Regions from separate parts of the Pan troglodytes genome. Here region 2 is linked to region 1. A link is a contact called in public Hi-C data. All regions are on one chromosome and are shown on one strand. Each heading gives the region's core, a stretch centred on a gene start, on an enhancer-like site or on the middle of the called end of the contact. The rest is flanking DNA. Distances are from core to core; before and after follow the strand shown.

Region 1 (3,529 bases), core at 271-2,770:
ATAATAAAACTGAAAACTGGCTTTAGATTATGGTCTTGTCATGCACCCCACTCTCTAATAAGGCTGTTCTGGACATTTCTCTACCTCTAGGCCATTCAGGTATAAGAAGCTAGTAAGGTCTAATTTTGATATGAATAAAATTCACTCTAGGTCACAAGCAGAACAAAGTGAAGTAATATATCTTTGCCTTATTAACGATATCAAAAATTTTGTGCAGTTGCATGGCTTATAAATCCTCTACCATAATACCAAACTGATACTGCAATACTTTAAAATTTAGACATACTTTTTTTCAAATTTTGAAAAAAGTCTGTAAGTGTGTGGCAGTTACCAGAAAACTTTCCAGTTACATTGTTTTTGCTCGAAGTGAAATTGGTTAAGATTAATTATATTTTCCTTTTTTAATACATGGCACTTGATCCATCATATTCTTGGCTAGAAATAAATTTTTAATTAATATTTGCACCAAATTAATAGATGTTTCAAACCACAACATGGTGGTTCTGGAATTATAGCAAGGGACAGTATGCTGGGTTATATAATTAAGGCTTAGCAATTATCTAGTGGATTAAACAGACCATTGTGGAACTAACTGCTTGCTTTATTAAGACGGTAATGATTACACCTGAGAATGTAATGCTGGCCCGATGAGAAATTTGACCTTGCTGCCACATTTCTTGAGTTTTAAAGGAGGCAGAGGTAAGAAATGAGGAGATCAGAGAACAGAGGTTCCATAAATCAGTACCACAGATGACAGGAGCATGGATAAGTGCATAATTGTAGACTCAGGATAAAGCAAAGAATTTAGAGCTATTACAAAGTAATTTGTGTGCCATAACTCTCCGGGAAATTATAATTATCAGAGAAATAATAGACTCATAGTCAAACAGCTTCTGACCATATTACTTGGAAAAAAAAAAAAAGAAAGAAAAGGAAAGAAAAAAATGTGGTCTAGGAAATTTGGAGGCGCCAGGACAAATTCAAAGAAATGACCTAAAACCAACCAAAATGTCCTTCTTGTATTTTTATAGCATGTCATAGTTTAGAAAATGAGTTTTCCTGGCTGTTATCTTACTGAACCCTTTGTAAAGTCTGTGAGGAAGACTTCTTTATTCCCTGAATCCACATGAGAGCATGGGCTGAATCACCTCGCTAAATGACTTGCTCAAAGTCTCAGTAAGAATGTGCACTGGATCTCCGATCCTTGCTCCTTCCAATAAACCCACTAATGCCAAGCTAAGTGGGCATATCTGTTTATTTCCTGTAGGGCTCCTCCCTTCCTCTGCAGTGAGACTTAGTAAAAGCTCCCCACAGTGTTCACTTGGTCGTTCAGCCTTCAATTTGAGCAATTTCTAATTCTTCAATAGTTGTGAAATTCAGCAAGGTCTGGGATCTTGGGCATATTATTTAGCCACCTTGGCTTTGGTGAGGCAAAACTGCAGTCCAGAATCGACAATGAACCAATAGGAAATCCCCTCTGTTAGGACTAGAAAGGGCTGCCCAAATCCTTGGCTGCTACTGCCATCTCCTGTTCAGAGTAGCTCACCCAGGATTGCCTGTGCATACATTTGCTTTAAATTCAAGTGTAATACCCAGGATAAACTGATTTCAATGAGAGTCAGGAATATTCCCCATGCATTTAAGGTTCTCCATTCAGCCTCTTCTCGAAGCAACATCTTTTGGTGGTGGTCAGTGTTAGAAGGCAGTTTGAACAAGATTAAGAGGATAAAACTGTTGTTCTTCTGGGAAGAAGAGGTCACAATACAGTAGTGATGTGATCAAAGATGGAAGGAAAGAAGACAGCAATGTCCTTCTCCTGTGAGTATACCAGAGTAAGGACAGCCACATCCACTCTAAAACTATAATGTTCTTTGCTTGGACTGTGCGTAAGAGAGTTGCAAAAACCACAGCAAATTACATCCTCTTCTGATTTCAGGAGGGGCCACCAAATAGTCTTTGATGTATCTCAGAGTCACAGACTCTGTGCTGTAGATACATCCCACCTAAAAGTGAGGTCAAAAATTGGGATGGAGGTGATTCACAAAGAAGACTGTATCTTCTCAGAGCTTAGTATTTGCATTTCTGAGAATGTGACGATCAGAGCTATCCCAATGTTATGACAAATGGGGACAACTATCCCAGGTCTCAAACTTTTCTTTGACTTCATGGCTTCCCAACGAATGGTGGTAGCAACTCTAGAGGGTGGCTAGATCACTCAGTTGTGGTGGGGAAGTGAGACGAAGGCGTGGTGGTACTGTCATGGTCCTACCTCCCTCATCAAGACCTTTACCATACTTGTAGGATGGCATCTTTTCTTCTCAAAACTGGAAGAGACTACTCTTATGAGTCTATTTTCCTTTCAAGGTAGTTCCTGATGCTGAATTTAAGTTTGTTTCACTCAAATAATATTAGTGGTATAAGTACAGAGTATGATTAGTCATAAGTAACAGATCATCCCGGGGGAGTTCTAGTGATAAACCCAGAGAAAAGAGTGTATCATGGAGGATAAAAAAGAATACAAATTACTTATTTGTCAGGGCCTGTGCTAAGCACTGTCACATGCCATCTTAATACTTGCCATAGCTTGATGAAACAAGCATTATTATCCCTTTTTAACAGATAAATAAACTGAGGCTCAGAACCATGAATTAACTTGTCCAGGGCCATAGGGATAGTAAGTGATAATGGCAGGATTTGAATCAAGGTCTTTATGGCCTCCAAAACAGGGTAGTTCACCTCTACACCAGAATAATAATGGCTGCAGTAATAAAAATAGCAGACATTCCGGGAGGGCTGACATGTGCCACACACTTTTCAAGGACTTTCAAATATTAACTCACTTTCTTTCTCACTACAATTCTGTGAGGTAGGTGCTATTGTGATCAATATTTTATTGAAAAATACAGAGAATTTAAGCACTTCCCCAAGATTACACCACTATTAAGTAGCAGAACTGGTATTCAAACCCAGATAATCTGACTCTAAGCCTGTGCTAATTGGTGAAAGTTATCAGAAGCAGCAACTAGAGATCAGAGTGAGTGACACTTAGGTGCTCAGTGTTCCTAACATCAGTTTTCTATCACTGAATAATGTGGACAAGACTTTAAAAAGTAGCATGAGAATAATGATAGTGCTGGATCTGGTTCTAGCTTTATTTCTTGGTTCTCTTCAAACCCTTTTGGGCTAAGTTAAGGTTCATTTCTGCTGCCACCAACTTGGGCATGAGGTTGATTTATGCAGCAGAATCTTTGGAAGTTTCAGAGAGTGTATAGAATAAGGTGGAAATCAGACCTATAACATGTAACCCTTAGAAGCTCAGAGGCACTATCTTGCCCCAAGGGTCACCTCTATGCTTGAGATAGTGCTTAACCTGCAGCTACAGACATACCAGTCACCACAGTGCAGTGCAACTTGTGATTGTTGTTTAGGAAGTATCTGACCACCTGTCCATAATGTTTTTTCTTTCATGAAAGGTATTACAAACTAAGCCATCATAAGAGGATCCATTACCTAGACCTTCTTGTTCTTA
Region 2 (3,772 bases), core at 116-2,615, 280 kb before region 1:
GAGGATAAGCCTCTGGCATGTTAATAATGAAAAAATAGAGACAATCACTGCCCCAGCTCATCTCAAATTAGCATCAGTGCAGCGTTAGTACTTTGGTAGGGAGCTTTGCTGCTAAATTCATTCTCTGTAAAGAGGAGAGGCAGAGATAGGGTTAAGGGGAAAACTCCAAGACTGGAATCGCCAATACAATAAACTGTCGAACTGAGTTTTTTTCTCCCGCAACCCTAAGATACTAGTAAGTCCTTCCTCTTAGCCAACCGTTTTCACCAGGACACCGCAGTTTTCTTAGAAGGAGGGTGCTGGGTTTGTCTCAGGTCTTTCTATTCTCCTGCCCGCTGCCCTAGTACATCTGAAAAGGGAGCAGCGACTAGGAAAAGAGACACGTGGGTATTTTCCCATCCTGTCTAGTCATTCCCTGAATCATCACAAGTTATCGCACTTTTCCCCTTAGCCAGCAGCGTTCGAGACTTTCTCTCAAATAATACGGTCTTGTACTTAAAAGGAAGAGTGGTGGGAGAAGAGAGAGGCGGAGAAGACAAGCAAGAAGGGCGTGGAGTGCCGTTCCCGCCCCGGAGTCGGAGGCGCCGGGAGGCCGGACGCCGCGAGGCTGCTAGCCCAGGAATGTGCGGTCCAACTCGCCGGCCGCGGGCGGAGCGCGGCGGGCGCGGTGTGGTCTGCGGCGGGTGCGGGGCAGAGGACGGCTGGCGCAGAGCAGGCTGCAGCGGCGGGCCGGACGCGACGCCGCGCACCTGAGCGCCGGGGGCGGGGCGTCAGCGGCCACGACCCTTCCCACCGCGCGCCGCGCCCCTCGCGCGCCGCCTCGGCCTTTTCCGCTCGTGCTTCGGCGCCGCTCGGCTCCCTTCCCGCCCCTGGCTCCCTCCCTCCCTCCCTCCCTCCTTCTTCTCCCTCCCTCCTGTCCTGGGATTGCCTGGAGCTCCGCACCGCGAGTTTGCCGCGGCACTTTCCGCGCGGCGGAAGAGCGCGCGCCAGCTTCGGCACACCTGGGAGCCGGATCCCAGCCCTACGCCTCGTCCCCTACAAGCTCCTCCGAGGTAAGGCGCTCGCTCACACCCGGTCCTTTCCACGCTCGGCGGGACAGCTGGGTCCCCGCCTCCTCTGCGAACCGGCTAGGAGCTCCGCGCCTCGCCTTGGGAGTGGGGTTGTAGCTGACGGGGACCTCGGACCGGCGGTGGCCAGAGCGCGGAGCAGGCGATACGACGAGCCGACAGGTGGCGGGTCTGGCCCTAGTATCTCGACCGCCGCCGGCGCGGACCTTGGTGGGGATGGGGCGGGCGGGCCGACTTGGGGGTGGGGTCAGTCCTCTCTCCTCCCTTCTAGGGGCGGCGATCGTCGGGGTCCGTACTGTAGGTGCATGGGAGAAACTTTGCAGGGTGGGGACCCGGCGGCTGCTGGCCGGTAGTGACTGGTGGGCGCGCTCGAGGACTCCAAGGGGCGCAGCCCGGGGGCAGACCCTCGGGTCGGGCGGGGATCTTAACGCTTCCCTTACCCGCCCCCTTTTGTCTTTCACCTCAGCCCCGCCGGCTGCTGTGGGAGCGGCGGCCGTCCCTCTCCTGGAGGTCGTCTCCTGGCATCCTCGGGGCCGCAGGAAGGAAGAGGAGGCAGCGGCCGGAGCCCTGGTGGGCGGCCTGAGGTGAGAGCCCGACCGGCCCCTTTGGGAATATGGCGACCGGTGGCTACCGGACCAGCAGCGGCCTCGGCGGCAGCACCACAGACTTCCTGGAGGAGTGGAAGGCGAAACGCGAGAAGATGCGCGCCAAGCAGAACCCCCCGGGCCCGGCCCCCCCGGGAGGGGGCAGCAGCGACGCCGCTGGGAAGCCCCCCGCGGGGGCTCTGGGCACCCCGGCGGCCGCCGCTGCCAACGAGCTCAACAACAACCTCCCGGGCGGCGCGCCGGCCGCACCTGCCGTCCCCGGTCCCGGGGGCGTGAACTGCGCGGTCGGCTCCGCCATGCTGACGCGGGCGGCCCCCGGCCCGCGGCGGTCGGAGGACGAGCCCCCAGCCGCCTCTACCTCGGCTGCACCGCCGCCCCGGCGTGACGAGGAGGAGCCGGACGGCGTCCCGGAGAAGGGCAAGAGCTCGGGCCCCAGTGCCAGGAAAGGCAAGGGGCAGATCGAGAAGAGGAAGCTGCGGGAGAAGCGGCGCTCCACCGGCGTGGTCAACATCCCTGCCGCAGAGGTGAGCCGGGCGGGGGCCGCAGCCGGACCGGGCCGGGCAGCTGCCTCCCGGTGTCTTCCTCCTGGGAGCTACCCGGGGCCCAGAGTTTACCTCCCCTGGCTCGTACTTGTCCCTTCACCGAGTTAGGCAGGCAGGGGGTGATGGAGTTTTACTCTGAACAAATGCTTCCTGGGAAGTTCCCCAAACTCAGAGTAGGACACGTGCTTTTCAGGCTTCCTGGCCAGGTCTCAGATCCAGGATCCTTTTTTACCGTGGTAGAAAGACAACTTATGGCTCCAGGACTTGCCCACCTGGACTTGGCTGACTTGGCCACCTGGACTTGGCTGTTTATGCTTGATCAGTTAGAAAAATTGATTAATGGTGACGACATTCTCTAGGGTCTCAGGTGCCCATGTGAAGTTACCAGTTTATTTCTCCTTTCTTACCAATGCTTAATAACATCTGTAAAGAAAATGTTGCCTTAGCAATATCCAAGACAGCTTTATCTTACAGTGAGCTCAAGATGAGTATATCCAAATGAATACGTGCACTATTTTATATATAAATCAACTGTTTATAAGTTGTGCTCCTAAACACACACACAGTGTTTTTCTGAGTGATATTTAGGACAATAGGGATGATTTAGTAACCCACAATTCTGTTCGCTAAGACGATCTCTTTTTGAGTACTGTGTCTGAAAAACATGTGGTAGGGTTTTTGTTTGTTTTGGGTTGTTTGCAGTTTTGAGCATTTTCGAAACGTTGTTACAGGTAGCAGCATCTTCCATTAGAGTGACTGGTAAAACATTTTTACTAAGTGTATAATCACACCTCCCTCTACCAGAAACAAGACAAAACAATCTCAAACAAGTTTTGGTTACTTTGATAGTAGCTCATGGATTTGAGGAAGTGGTTCAACTACCTTGTTTCACCTAAAATAGTTGCATCTTTTTCTCATTGACTCTTTAGCTTTCACTTTTTCTTCTCCTGGCTTTCTAATTTTACTCAACTTTAATTGTGGTTTAAGTAGAAGCATTTGCAATAAGTTAGGGTGTATATTAAATATACCTAAATTTTTAGTATTATGATTTCCATACCTGTTAAATCATAGTGTGTCTTTGTAGGATGTATTTATATGAGCGTTTCAGAGATTTTTATCAGCCAGCAAAACTGTCCTCTGCGGTTTGCTACTTGCACAAAAGATCTGTTATTCATTAAATTGTTTTAGAAGGAATTCGTAAGAGTGGTAATCAAATTTCTAGGTTTTTTTTTTTTTTTTAGTTAAAAATATGAAGATTAAGGGGAAATTGAAGACAAGGCTTTGGAAAAGCTACATTCCTCAACTTGATTTTTAAAAGTAGCTGATGATCCAAATAAAAGAATTTGTCATTTTCAATCTTTTCCTCATTGTTCATCTGACAGCGGTCTTATTTTGGGAAATATCTTGGCAGATGTTAAACTTCACTTTTTTTCTGGCTGCATGTGCTAAAATTATTTTTCAAGTACTTTTTTTTTTTTTAAACAAGGGTAATGTTTACTGGGGGAAGTAAGTAGAGTGTATCTTGTGAGATCCTAAGAAACATCTTTTGTTAATACCC

What was found. Hi-C and Micro-C count contacts between places; a contact is called where the count stands out from the background.
Region 2: a Hi-C map of stem cell-derived neural progenitor cells shows a contact between it and region 1, with 3 times the contacts expected there. The contact joins the promoter of PAWR here to the enhancer-like site in region 1. A contact is called at or near these places in 1 of 7 Hi-C or Micro-C datasets (stem cell-derived neural progenitor cells) and 1 of 1 datasets of contacts at active chromatin or transcription factors (stem cell-derived excitatory neurons).

Annotation. Positions count from the first base shown.
Region 1 is chr10:86,201,667-86,205,195 of NHGRI_mPanTro3-v2.0_pri, reverse strand. The region is part of intron 9 of SYT1 (synaptotagmin 1); the gene reads right to left. Among named protein-coding and RNA genes, the nearest start is that of MIR1252, 11 kb to the left of the region's middle. Within about 2 kb of position 1,520, at least 2 of the 24 cell types and tissues checked have an H3K27ac peak or open chromatin away from gene starts, as enhancers often do. A contact at or near this core is called in stem cell-derived neural progenitor cells, where this site is marked.
Region 2 is chr10:86,483,857-86,487,628 of NHGRI_mPanTro3-v2.0_pri, reverse strand. It overlaps PAWR (pro-apoptotic WT1 regulator), which reads left to right and starts at 1,365. Exons shown (of 6, transcript XM_016923906.4): 1 at 1,365-2,196. The coding sequence starts at 1,681. LOC134807535 reads left to right here. Exons shown (of 3, transcript XM_063786186.1): 2 at 503-1,052; 3 at 1,534-1,662. The coding sequence ends at 1,655.